2 separate regions of the Gossypium hirsutum genome follow, and region 1 is linked to region 2. A link is a contact called in public Hi-C data. All regions are on one chromosome and are shown on one strand. Each heading gives the region's core, a stretch centred on a gene start, on an enhancer-like site or on the middle of the called end of the contact. The rest is flanking DNA. Distances are from core to core; before and after follow the strand shown.

The links. A called contact is a pair of places that touch in the nucleus more often than the background predicts.
Region 1: a Hi-C map of leaf shows a contact between it and region 2, with 2.1 times the contacts expected there. The contact joins the promoter of LOC121210909 here to the promoter of LOC107949484 in region 2. A contact is called at or near these places in 2 of 34 Hi-C or Micro-C datasets (hypocotyl and leaf).

The regions. Positions count from the first base shown.
Region 1 is chrA02:58,131,844-58,137,464 of Gossypium_hirsutum_v2.1, forward strand. LOC121210909 (cyclin-A1-1) reads right to left here and starts at 1,720. Exons shown (of 10, transcript XM_041082850.1): 1 at 1,422-1,720; 2 at 571-964; 3 at 351-487; 4 at 146-238; 5 at 1-13. The coding sequence starts at 1,613.
Region 2 is chrA02:57,864,917-57,871,073 of Gossypium_hirsutum_v2.1, forward strand. It overlaps LOC107949484 (pentatricopeptide repeat-containing protein At1g77360, mitochondrial), which reads right to left and starts at 1,883. Exons shown (of 2, transcript XM_041086117.1): 1 at 1,557-1,883; 2 at 1-1,351. The coding sequence starts at 1,319.

The DNA.
Region 1 (5,621 bases), core at 470-2,969, 270 kb after region 2:
ACTCTTCAGACACCTGCAAGTAAAAATTGAAAGTCTAGACTTAAATAAGGTGATAGCAAAGAGTCTATGTTGTTCGGACTCTTTATTTCTCACGTGTATTGGATTCTAAATAAACATAAACTTTATAAGCAGACAGAAAATTTACTTCTACAAGCCAATCAATTAGAATTGCACGCATGTTGGAATTTATGTCTTTCTGAATTCTCTCCGTGAAGTCAGTGGAAGGTCTTTTCTTCACCTGAAAACCAACAGAAATAAGTTTAGGAGAAATCCAAGATGACAGACCTATACAGGCACACAAATGAGAACCAGAACCACAGCCAGAGCTTTCCAATCCAATCAGGACAAACCTCAGATGCACGTAGGTGCTTGTAAATATCACAAGCAAATGTTGCGCAAAGCTGTGGATCCATGTAATTGTCATCAACATCAATTATCTTATCATCCATTTCCATCTCTGCAACTGCATCTCTATTGCATATATTCCCTGCAAGTACAACAGTAAGAAATGATTGTTTAACCAAGGCAATTGTTTAGAAACTAGCTTTCTTTTTGCACTGGATACTGAACCTGGTGCTTCAACATGGTCCGAAATGTAGAGATTTCTGAACGTCTTTCGTTCAATCGAATCAACAGCCGTAACATCATGATTGTCCATATATTCAACTTCAGGACTTTTGAAAGAATCACAGGTAGACATTGTCTCGTCCATGGAAACTGATAAGCCATCTGATTTGCTAGGCGAAACCTCCATGGTAGATGGTGGAGGAGGGATGGTGGAGATAGTAGCAGGAGGAGGGGGCAAGGCCACTTCATTTCCTCTTGGAAAAGATGTGACAACCTTGGGAGGCGGAACTGAACCGGGTTGTACATGTGTTGAAGGTAAAACATGCCCTGAAAAACCTACATTTTTGTTATCAGGCATTGTCTTCCTGGTCTTGGGGACTTTGTTTGAACATGGTACCTTCAAATTCAAAAATCAAGAATCAAAAGCTGAAGCACCCCAAGAATATTATCAATATGAGACATAGCGTTAAAGGCGTTAAAATATGAACAGACACAGATGCTAAGCACTGTTTTCAATTGGATTACAATGTAACTAAAATGCGTAATAAGAAATCAAAAGAGTTGCAAATTTGTAAAAGAAAAAAAAAACATTATGACTACAAATTACAAGAAATATCAAATTTGCTGCTCAAAATTCTTTACCTGACTAAAAATTACTTAGAAAATGAAATAAAGGCAACCCAAAATTGGTCTGCTCATAGTTCTTTTTAATTAACGTAAAATCAAGTTCTTGATATAACTTTGAAGTCCCCATCAAATTCAAAGAACAATGTAACTCCTACATTGCCTCTTAAAACAAAAATCCGGAAACAATGAACAAGAAACAAGAAAAGAGAGAAGAGCATAAGACCCACCAAAGAAGAAGCCGAAACGGAGCTTCTTGAGGTGTTCTTCTGGTTAGAAATGTTACTAAGAGGGACTCTCTTTTTAGGCATAGAAGCCATGACTTTTCCGACGTTATCCGAGGACGATGCATGTCGTTTGGCCAAAGACGACGTCGTAGAGGAGGAAAACGACGATCGCCGATTACCATTTTGCGTCGACATATTGCAGCTTTCTTTGTTGGAAAGAGAGTAGCAAAGAAAGCCGTGGTTTCCATTTTTATATTTTTCTTGAACATCCTTTTGAGGCGGGGAAATGGGGTGATTTGAAATGTCCAAACATCCTGGCCGTTGCTTCCACTCGATAATCGTTAGGAGCGTAAAATGTGGGGGCCACTTCATTTTAATTTTTGGTCCTTGTTCAATTTAAAAAACGACACGTGAAAATACCATGGTTCGGGGGGTTTTGGTCTTTCAACCCCATTGAAAGCATAAGTCAGAGCTGGGTGTATTAGGTTACAGGTATTTTTTTTGAATTCAAATTTCAAACTGTCACAAGATCTGTCGCCTACTGCAAATTTGAATAATTGAACTTTAGCAGTTATTTTTACATAAAAAGTAGACAATTATCAAGTAACTACAAATTTATTCTTTTATTTTATTTTAGACTGAATAATCTTACTCTTCCTTCTAACAACATTGATTATAATGTTTTTTAAATATAATTTTATAATATTTTTTTAAATTAGTTCAATTCATCAAATATTTGTTAACCCTTAACAAAAATTAAACTTTTTGCCTCACCCGCATTTATTTAGTTTCAAAATAATAAAATTTAAATTCAATTTAACCCATAACCTTCACTCATTTTATCATTTTGATCCTTATTCTTTTTTTTTGGGTTGTTTTGACACTCAACTTTTAAATTTTAGTCAAATTGCTTGATTTTTGACAAAAAAATTAATTAAACTGTTAAAATTATAACAAAATTGATGTGACCACGTTTAATTCATAAAAAAATAAAATAAAAGTTAATAAAAAGATATTTTAAAAATCAATAAATTTCAAAGAGTTTATAATAACTTTTAGAAAATTTATTCATATTAGTAGTAAAGCATTGTTAAAATGTTAACAATTCAGTTAGTTTTTCTGTCAAAAAGTAAAAAATTTGACTTAAATTTTAAAGTTAAGGGTCAAAATGATAAAAATAAAAAATAAAAACCAAAATGATAAAATAAGTAAAAGTTAGAGATTTATCTTAACATCGATTTTTTTTTTAAACGGAAAGTTTCAACTAAAAATGCTTATCATTTTTATTTTAATTTTGGGTCCTCCCTCGTATGGAAAGATTTGCAATGGAAATCCACTTTTTGAGTGGAATCAAATGCTAGTGATGTTGATGTTCATTAAGATGCCAGGGCACGCCACCGGTTTTGTGCTCACATACCTCGTAAAAATCTGAACTTATTGTACACGAAAATAAGTACATATATAAATAGTTTAGGGTGTTGTGTTTATTAATTTTAAAATATTTTTATTTTAATTTAATCTTTTAATAAATAAAAAATTATATAATTATAAAATATTTTTTAAAAATATTTAACTAATTATATTAATGTTATTTAATTTTAAAAACATTTTTAAAAAAATATTTAACTAACATATTAATGTTATTTAATTTTAAAAATATTTAATATTAAAACAACGCAAAAATTTATCAAGGTTTGAATTTTAATATTAATTTATTATAATTTAAATAATATTGGAAACAATATTGTTGGAAAGGGCAATTACATATCTCCAAAAAAAATAATTTTCATGAACCATATAACGGATATAGGGGAAATTAACCATATATGCCACTGTTTTTTTTTAATTAGGCTTATAAGCTCTCTTTTTTTTAAATTTAGGAAAATAAATCGTTTTTAGAGAGAAACAAAAAGCACGTCTAGCTGGCCGCGCTTTTCCCAACGGTCAAATCTAACAACATTTTCAACGTTGGCCGTGTAACGGTAAAAAAATTAAAAATAGGGGCAACGGTCAAAATTTTTTTACCCATAAAGACCTCCAAAATTTTTTTTTCACTCACATCCTATTCTCTCAATTGTTCCTAATCTCCTAACTCTAACAAGTCTCTCAATTTTCTCAAGTTCCTATTCTAAATTTTTTGATTTTCTCTTTTAAAAAAAATTAGTTTTTTTTAATTATTCTTGTTTTATTCGTTCGGATTATATTTTCATGAATGACAACCTCTCTAATTCAATTCGACGACAATCACATTTTCGCCGCTAAAGCAGTAATGGTAAGTTGAAATTTTAATTTTCGTTATTTTTTATTAAGTTAATTTAAATTGTTTTTTAATTTAAAAATATTTTTTCGTTATAAATAGGCAGATGATCATGTTTTGGAGGCGTTCATACATAATTTGGTAAAGCCTCCAATCACCAAAATTCGTGGTTACTTGCAAGAGAAAGGATCCTTACATATGTCTTATATGCTAGAGGGCTGTAAACTCGATCCTAAACTCATCAACACGTTGGTGGAAAGATGGAGGCTCGAGACATACACTTTCCATTTTCTATGCAGCAAGTGTATAATCACACTAGAGGATATGGTGTTACAATTCGATCTGCCGGTAGATGGGCTAGTCGTCACAGGAGCAGTGATCGTTCCCAATAAAGAGAATTTCTTTGTGACATTATTAGGGACGATCTTAAACAAGTTTAAAGGTGGTCAAATATCGACGAATTGGTTGGAGAAAGATTTCGAAAAGCTTCCTCCGCAATAATACGCTCGAGCAATCATCATTCAGTTAATCGAAGGTATTTTAATGCCCGATAAATCTTAAATTTTGGTGCACGTAAGGTGGCTATTACACCTAGTAAACTTCAAAGAATGTAGAAAACTAAGTTTAGGATGCCGTGTTGGCCATGTTATACTGGGAGTTGTGTCGAGCCATAGAACTAGATAAGAATTCAATCAGTGATTGCCTACTCTTGCTGCAGTCGTGGGCTTACTGGCGGCTACCATTTCTACGTCCTCGAACGAACGACCTATACATATTTTTGTTGGTGACAAGGTAAAAATCATTTATTAATAAATATGTAGTTTATATAATAAAATTTTTATTTATTATATGTTTGAACTAATAAATCGCTTTTACAAGTGGAATTTGAGGCTGAGTTATGTGGGACTAATCGAGGAGTTGGAAGATAGTAGGATGTTATTAGATCAATGCTCGGAAGCCAATATTAGTTGCTTATTCTTTCGAAACTATATTAATTACGCAATGATTTGTAAAATAAAATTTTGTAAATAATGAAATTTACAATTGTGCATTCCAATTTGAATGGATGTCGTACGCCGACATCGATATCATATATTGTATCTTGCCTGAAGTGTTGGCCAATTGAAGGATATGGGATATGAAGGTGCTGTTGATAATGTATGCAACGGTAGAAATACAAGAATTAGACCAGGTGATGTGATAGTTTGAGTGGAGGCAACAAATTCTGTCACCACCATGAGACTTGAAGGAGCTACACAGTGTAGACATACAGGGGAAAAACGACGAGGATTGGTGAGAGGTTCACAAGGTCTACATTGAGGCTTGAAATCATAGGATGGAATTCTTACCCATCTGCGAACCATTTTTCTCAGCGTACATGACGACCTGTTTGGAGTACTTACTGTGGTTCAGAGTTGACAGTAAGACGTATCTACTATTGGTGGAGGCGGAAGGCAACTTTATTAGAAGAGGGAACGGTGACCGCCCCCAACAACAGTGTAGGGCCAGACGTGGTTGTACGATGGGTTTGTCATCGACTTTGCTCGAAACAACGCCGCCTATGTCTACGCAATATTCTTGTCAGTTTACTCCACTTATTTCTATTCATTTCACTAACCCCATGATTTTTTCACAAGTACCACACTATGCACCACCGCTACACATTCCCGATCTTTTTGTTCCCACAGGTACATATTTTGAGGCTTTGACGTCCCCCACATTCTACACCTTCATGCTAACATTGATGCCGACCCAAATGTTAGGCCAGATGCTGATGCATGCACCGTTACAGATGACGACACCGATATAGATGCCAATTCAGCAGTCGATGTTAGTGCAGGGTCAATGTCGACTCATTCGGGTTTTATAGCACTTTACAGTTACATGCCGGTAGTGACACAAACACTGTCAACAATATTGTTTTATTATGGTGGGTCATCAGTGCA
Region 2 (6,157 bases), core at 633-3,132:
ATGCCCTTTTCTAACATCTCTTCTAGTAAAATACAAGCCTTAGCAGCATTGCCCTTCTCACATAATCCATTTATGAGAACTGAAAATGTGTGCATGCTAGGGATAAACTGCTTCAATTTCATGTACTTCCATACTTTAAATGCCATGTCTAACTCATCTCTCTCACAAAACATCTTTATCATTATTGTATACGTGTCTGCATCTGGTTCACATTCTTTGATCATCCTGCGGAACACCTTAAAAGCTTCATCAGTTTCTCCACGACCTATCAAGCTGTTGAGAATGATATTGCAAGTTCTTGCATTTGGTGTCACACCCTTAGAATCCATCTCGTTTAATACCCTATACACATTCTTTAATTTGTTTACTTTACAAAAAGCACTAATCAGAGCATTATACACAACCACATCTGCCTTGATTCCATTTCTTTCCATCTCTAGGAATGCGTCAACGGCATCTTCAATTCTGTTTTCTATCCCATAAGTATGGACCAAAACGCTATAAATAAATGAAGTCGGCCTGCAACCATTAGAATCCATTTCCCTAACAATTCCAATTGCTTCATCCACTCTGCCAGCTTTGCATAGAACATCTACCATTATACCATAAGTCACAATATCCGGGTCACAACCCATATCAACCATCTCTCTGTAGATCTCCCTAGCCTTTGGCAAATTCGGAGCACGACCCCATCCTTCAATCAAAATACTATAAGTTTTTGAGTCTGGCACAAAACGATCTTTCATTTTATCAAAAATCTCTTGCGCTTTCCTCACATTCTTAGTCTTACATAAAGTACTCAGTAAGGCATTAAATGCTGCTAAATTTGGTGGCACACCGTACTTCTCCATGACATTAAAAGCATAAACAGCTTCATCCACCTTTTGAACCCTTGCATACTTTCTCATGATAATACAAAACGTTTCAACATTCAACATGCTCTTGTTCTTCATCGCATTCACAAGATTCCACATGATTTGATACTGCCTAATCTTAGCCAAAGATCCAATCATGGTATGGTAAGCCCTAACAGTGTGCATATAATTCCGCTGCTTCTCTGCCCATTCAAAAAATCTATAAGCCAACATACCAGCATTCTCGAACCGCTTAAGAACATCCTCTGCTACCTCCGGCGAAACCCGTAACCCACTTTGATCAAGAGCTGTATCAAGCACCACTGGAGAGGATGACATCATGATTTTACAAACTTTTTTGCTCGTAACTGAAACATCTCTCGTTGGTTCACTTGAACAATATCTTCTCACCAGCGTAATACATCCCAACATTTCACGAGAGTTGTAAACTTTGACCATTTTCATTTCTGAACTTCAAATACGAATCAGAATTCACCCTAAGTACAACAAACAAAACAAACAAAAAAACCAATATTATAGCATTTTAAGCCATTTTCGATATACAGAGATTCTTTTTTTTTTTTTTAATTTCTTTCACTTTTATCAATTGTATATAGAAAATAACGCTATTGCTAAGTAACACGCCCCTACCCCCCCCCCAAAAAAAAGAAAACACGAATTTAAGCTAAAAAGCCGACCAACCTGCTGATCAGATACCCTCTGAATCTATCTGGCTCAAGTGCATTAACAGAGTCAATAAGACCATCATAATCCCGAACAACCTAGTAATTTAAGCTAGAAAAAATCACTTAAAAGTCTTCTTGAAACGATCCACCTTATCCCGAAACAAAACAAAAGAGAAGGAATCAAAAGAGAAAACAATGATATCACACGAACATAAAATCAAACAGTTGGTCGGCAATTGGGAATGCTGAAAGAAAAACCCAAAAGGCGGACCTCGAGAGATTCAGCTATAGGCGCTAGTCCATTTAAATGATGTCGTTGAAGGCCTGAGAAAATAGCAGGTTTGGTTTTGTACGGGCGTGGGCTTTAAGTTGAGGGAGGGATGTAGGATTTAGTTTTTCAATTCGTAAAAATTTGATTTAAGTGGACCTATTAATCAACCCAATTCGAACATCACAATATCCAACTTCAATAGTTAAAACTTTTAAGGGTAAACTAGAGTAGTAGTCATGAGAATTATTTTTTTTAACTAAATATAAAAAATTATAAAATAATCACACAATTATTAGTAAATTTTTTATTAAGTCATTCAATAATAAAAAATTATAAAATAATAATTTAATTATTTAATTTTGTCCTTTTAGTCACCAACATGTTAACTGTGGCAACTTGTAAAATTAAATAATAGTAACTTTTACCCTTAACATTTATACACAATATAATTTAGTCTTTTTTACAGTTTTACTTTTCTTTATGATCATTTTACCTAAATGCTAAAAAAAATAAATTTATCAACTAAATTTGATTGAAAATAAACAAAAAGAAAAAATAGAAATACCACAAATTCAAAAAAATAATTTTCAACTTTTCTTATTCTTTTAAAATTAACCATCAATATCACAAAACAAAAAAAAACTACAAAAAAAAGACCAAATTACACAATGTGTAATGGTTGAGAGTTAATTTTTTTAGAATCAAGATTAAATTGACATAATTTATACATGTTGAGAGTTAAAGTTACTATTATGCCAATTTTAAAAGTTGTCATCGTTAGCCAGTTGGTAACTAAAAAAGACAAAATCGAATAATCACGTGGCTATTTTATAACTTTTCATAGTTGGATGATAAAAAAAAATTACTCATAATTGGGTAACTACTATTACAATTTACTAATGAGCATTAAAACCATCGAAAATAAATTCCTATAACAAGATAACACTAAATAGCAGTATAGAGTAGTAGGGTCAAATCCACAGGAACTGGCTATCCAATTTTTTTTTCTCATGACCAAAATCACTATCACGATCACAGTCATGCCCACAACCTGTGCGTAGTAATGCTGAAAAATGAAAAAAGGGATTTTAATTGATAAAGATAATAAAATAAGCAAATACGTAATGAAATAAAATAAAAATAAGAACAGATTCAAAATTTCATAAATAAATTTAAGCAAATAAAATAATGAGTGAATAAAATATTTTTAAGCTTAGTCTTAGCCTCGGTACACCCTGAACTTGAACTGATCCTTGAAAGAAGGTTTTTCTTTCCAATCGATAAGTTGGTTATAGCGGTCAAGGACGCCTCAAACCACCAACTTTTTCTCTTGTAGTCGGTTCTAATACGACCAGTAAATTGACCCTTATCGAATTTCTAACCACATAACATGTACCCTAATTTAAGACTTCGACAACCTTACAATCTGAAAAGCCCAACTCGAATTAACAACCTCAACCGTATGGGTCGTTTAAATCTGATCACTATCTCCCTTGGCGGAATCCAATTGGCTTTTCCCACCTGAACACGCCAATTTGTTCGCGGGATTTTGAATACAGCACGGCCGACCCAACTTTCCAATTGTATTTCAAACGATTCCAACCCAACGTGCACTTTTTGAATTGAAATCGAATCAAATTTAAGGGACGAATTTGTACTATCACATATACTGGAGAGATAGCGAATACCGAATTGCAAAGTATTTAGTTTGGGTTCATATCTCGCGATTATTTTTTCGGAGTGATAACCGGACTAAGGCTAAAATGAACTTAGTTAATCATGAAATAAGTCATGCTAGATGGAGTATGGAAGTGACTTTGAATGGAAACTATGGAAAGTGAAAAGGGGAAAAGGCTTGGAAGGTAAATAAGCCAAAATGTTGAAAGTAAAAGAAAGAAAAATAAAATTGCAGAATGATGCACTGACACAGTAAATGAAAGAAAGAAAAGAATTTATTAATGTCAAAAGCTAAGTGTGTTCAGTTGGTTATAGCCACTAGGTATTTATACATACTTCTAGTGCTAAAATTTAGCTAGATTTTTCCTAAACATTATCACTAGATAAATCAAAATTTAAAAACCAAATTTAAAATAAAGATCAAATTTAAACTAATTACAAAATTTTAACAATATCAAAAATAATTTGATCTTTATCCAACCAATTTCAAATCTTCAATCTTTATCCAACCAACTTCAAATCTTCACTATTTCAATTTACCCCTCCTTTTTGCTTTTTGTTTCAATCTAGTCCCTTTTTGTATGATTTTGAATTTCAGCATATCAACTTCATTCCTGATAAAAAAATCCAAATTTAGTAGCATCTTATTCGATAATTAGCCAAAAATAGATGTATTAAAAATATGAATTTGTCTTGCTATCAAATTCCTCCCCCTCCCCCCACTTAGCTCATGCTTGTCCTCGAGCATGATGTCTACTAAAAATCATTCGACAATCCTTTTCAAAATCAAACCCCCTTTCTCAGCCAAGTATAATGCAAACAATTAGTTGAATCAAAAATAAATAATTGCTAGACTCAATCAATAAGCATTTTATAAAACCTATGTCAAACTAAACTACTTCACTAAATTTAGGCTTAATCGAACTTGCAAGTCAATCATACTCAATATATATTTTATTATTATTATTCCTTCTTTTTTTTCTTTTTCTTTTTTAACTTATTCATAACATGGTCAAGTCTTTTGACACGAAATGAGATGACAACCCAAGCACCTCACCCTGGTTACTCAATTCGACATTATTATATATTTTTTTGTTTATTTATTTCTTTACAAATTCAAGACACAGCCAAATATTTTGACGCGAAATGAGATGACAATCAAGCATCTCACCCTGGTTACTTAACTTGGCATGTCCCTAATGATTTTATAGCTTAGTTAGTGGAATGTTACAAGTTTCAGTTTGTCACCAAATCTTTTGACGCTAAATGAGATGACAATCTAAGCACCTCACCCCGGTTACTCAGTTTTATCACATTTTCGATCCTTCACTCTTAACGAAGCCATTAACTGATTACTTGTTTATTTATTAATATGAGTACTTTCATTAAGCAAGTTCAAAAGAACCAACAATTTATATGAAATATTGACTAAGCCATAACATTTTCAATTCTACAAAATATTTTTTGATCAAGTAAGCAATAGTTATTCATGACTCACCCAGTAATTTTAATAAACTTAGCATAAGATTTAGGGGTTAATTTTCAAAATGAATTGAGGAATTATCTAAGTGAATGAACACATGCAAATAAGCAATAGCATGGCATGCCCCCACTTAGCCGACATTGCCCACAATGTATTAAAAGAATAACAAAAGTTGAGGTACAGTGTACTCTCCGTGTATATTCAATGGGTCGGAAGATGGTGAAAGTGACCACTTTGCAGTATGGTGAAGATGCTTGATATGTTAGATTCTATTGTTTTGAGGCGAGCTTCTATGCGAAGTCGTTCATCCATAGTGGAAGGTGGTTGCTCCTCTTGTTCTCTAATAGTCGGATCGCGTTCTCATCGAAAGACTTTATTGCTTCGAGCGATTTGTGTACAGACTAGAATTGGCCAATGTTGAATTTTCTCGTATCTTATTTGGTGTTCCGATGTTGTGAAATTTAGAAATCCTCGAAGTCTTTGTTCTAGCAGCATTGTATAGGTTCAGCCCTACTGACCGCGCTTATTATTTCGAGGAGGCTAGTACTTATTTTCAACTAGACTGTACGGTGAACTGCACATATCAGCAGCTTCAGTGCTGCTATTCGGGGTTGATTCCAACCCTTCATTGGGCTGGTGTGATCGTGTACTTCAAGCACGAGCAATAGCCAACCTTGTTTGTCGTGGAGTTAGTTGCTAACTTTGGCTCAATGGCATAGTATCATTATGATCTAAAGTGCTAGCTCCATCCAAATAACCTATAGGAAATGTTAATAACGATAAAACATGTGGTGAATTTAGAACGTTATACATTATGTCGTTAGAACCGTTAGGATGAACACGTGAACTTTCCATCTCGACTATTGTTAAGCTTCTTTAACATCCGTGTTGTCTAGGTCCAGCAACATGTATCAGTTGTGGTTTTGAAACTTTGTTGTCTAGGTTTAAAACTGGTGGTGTTGAAAATTGGTTTCAACCTCGATTTAGAGAAACCAAGAAAACATCAGTTCACTATTGTTTAGTACGAACCATGGTCTGTTTTTGGGCTCTAAAATCAATCGGCGACAATTTATATCGACAGTGGATGGTTGCGATCAACATTAAGACAATTTGTGTACTTTGTAGGATGGCAATGATGGGGAAAAAATGTGGGGTTTACAGTTGTAAAAGTGATGGTTAGGTTTTG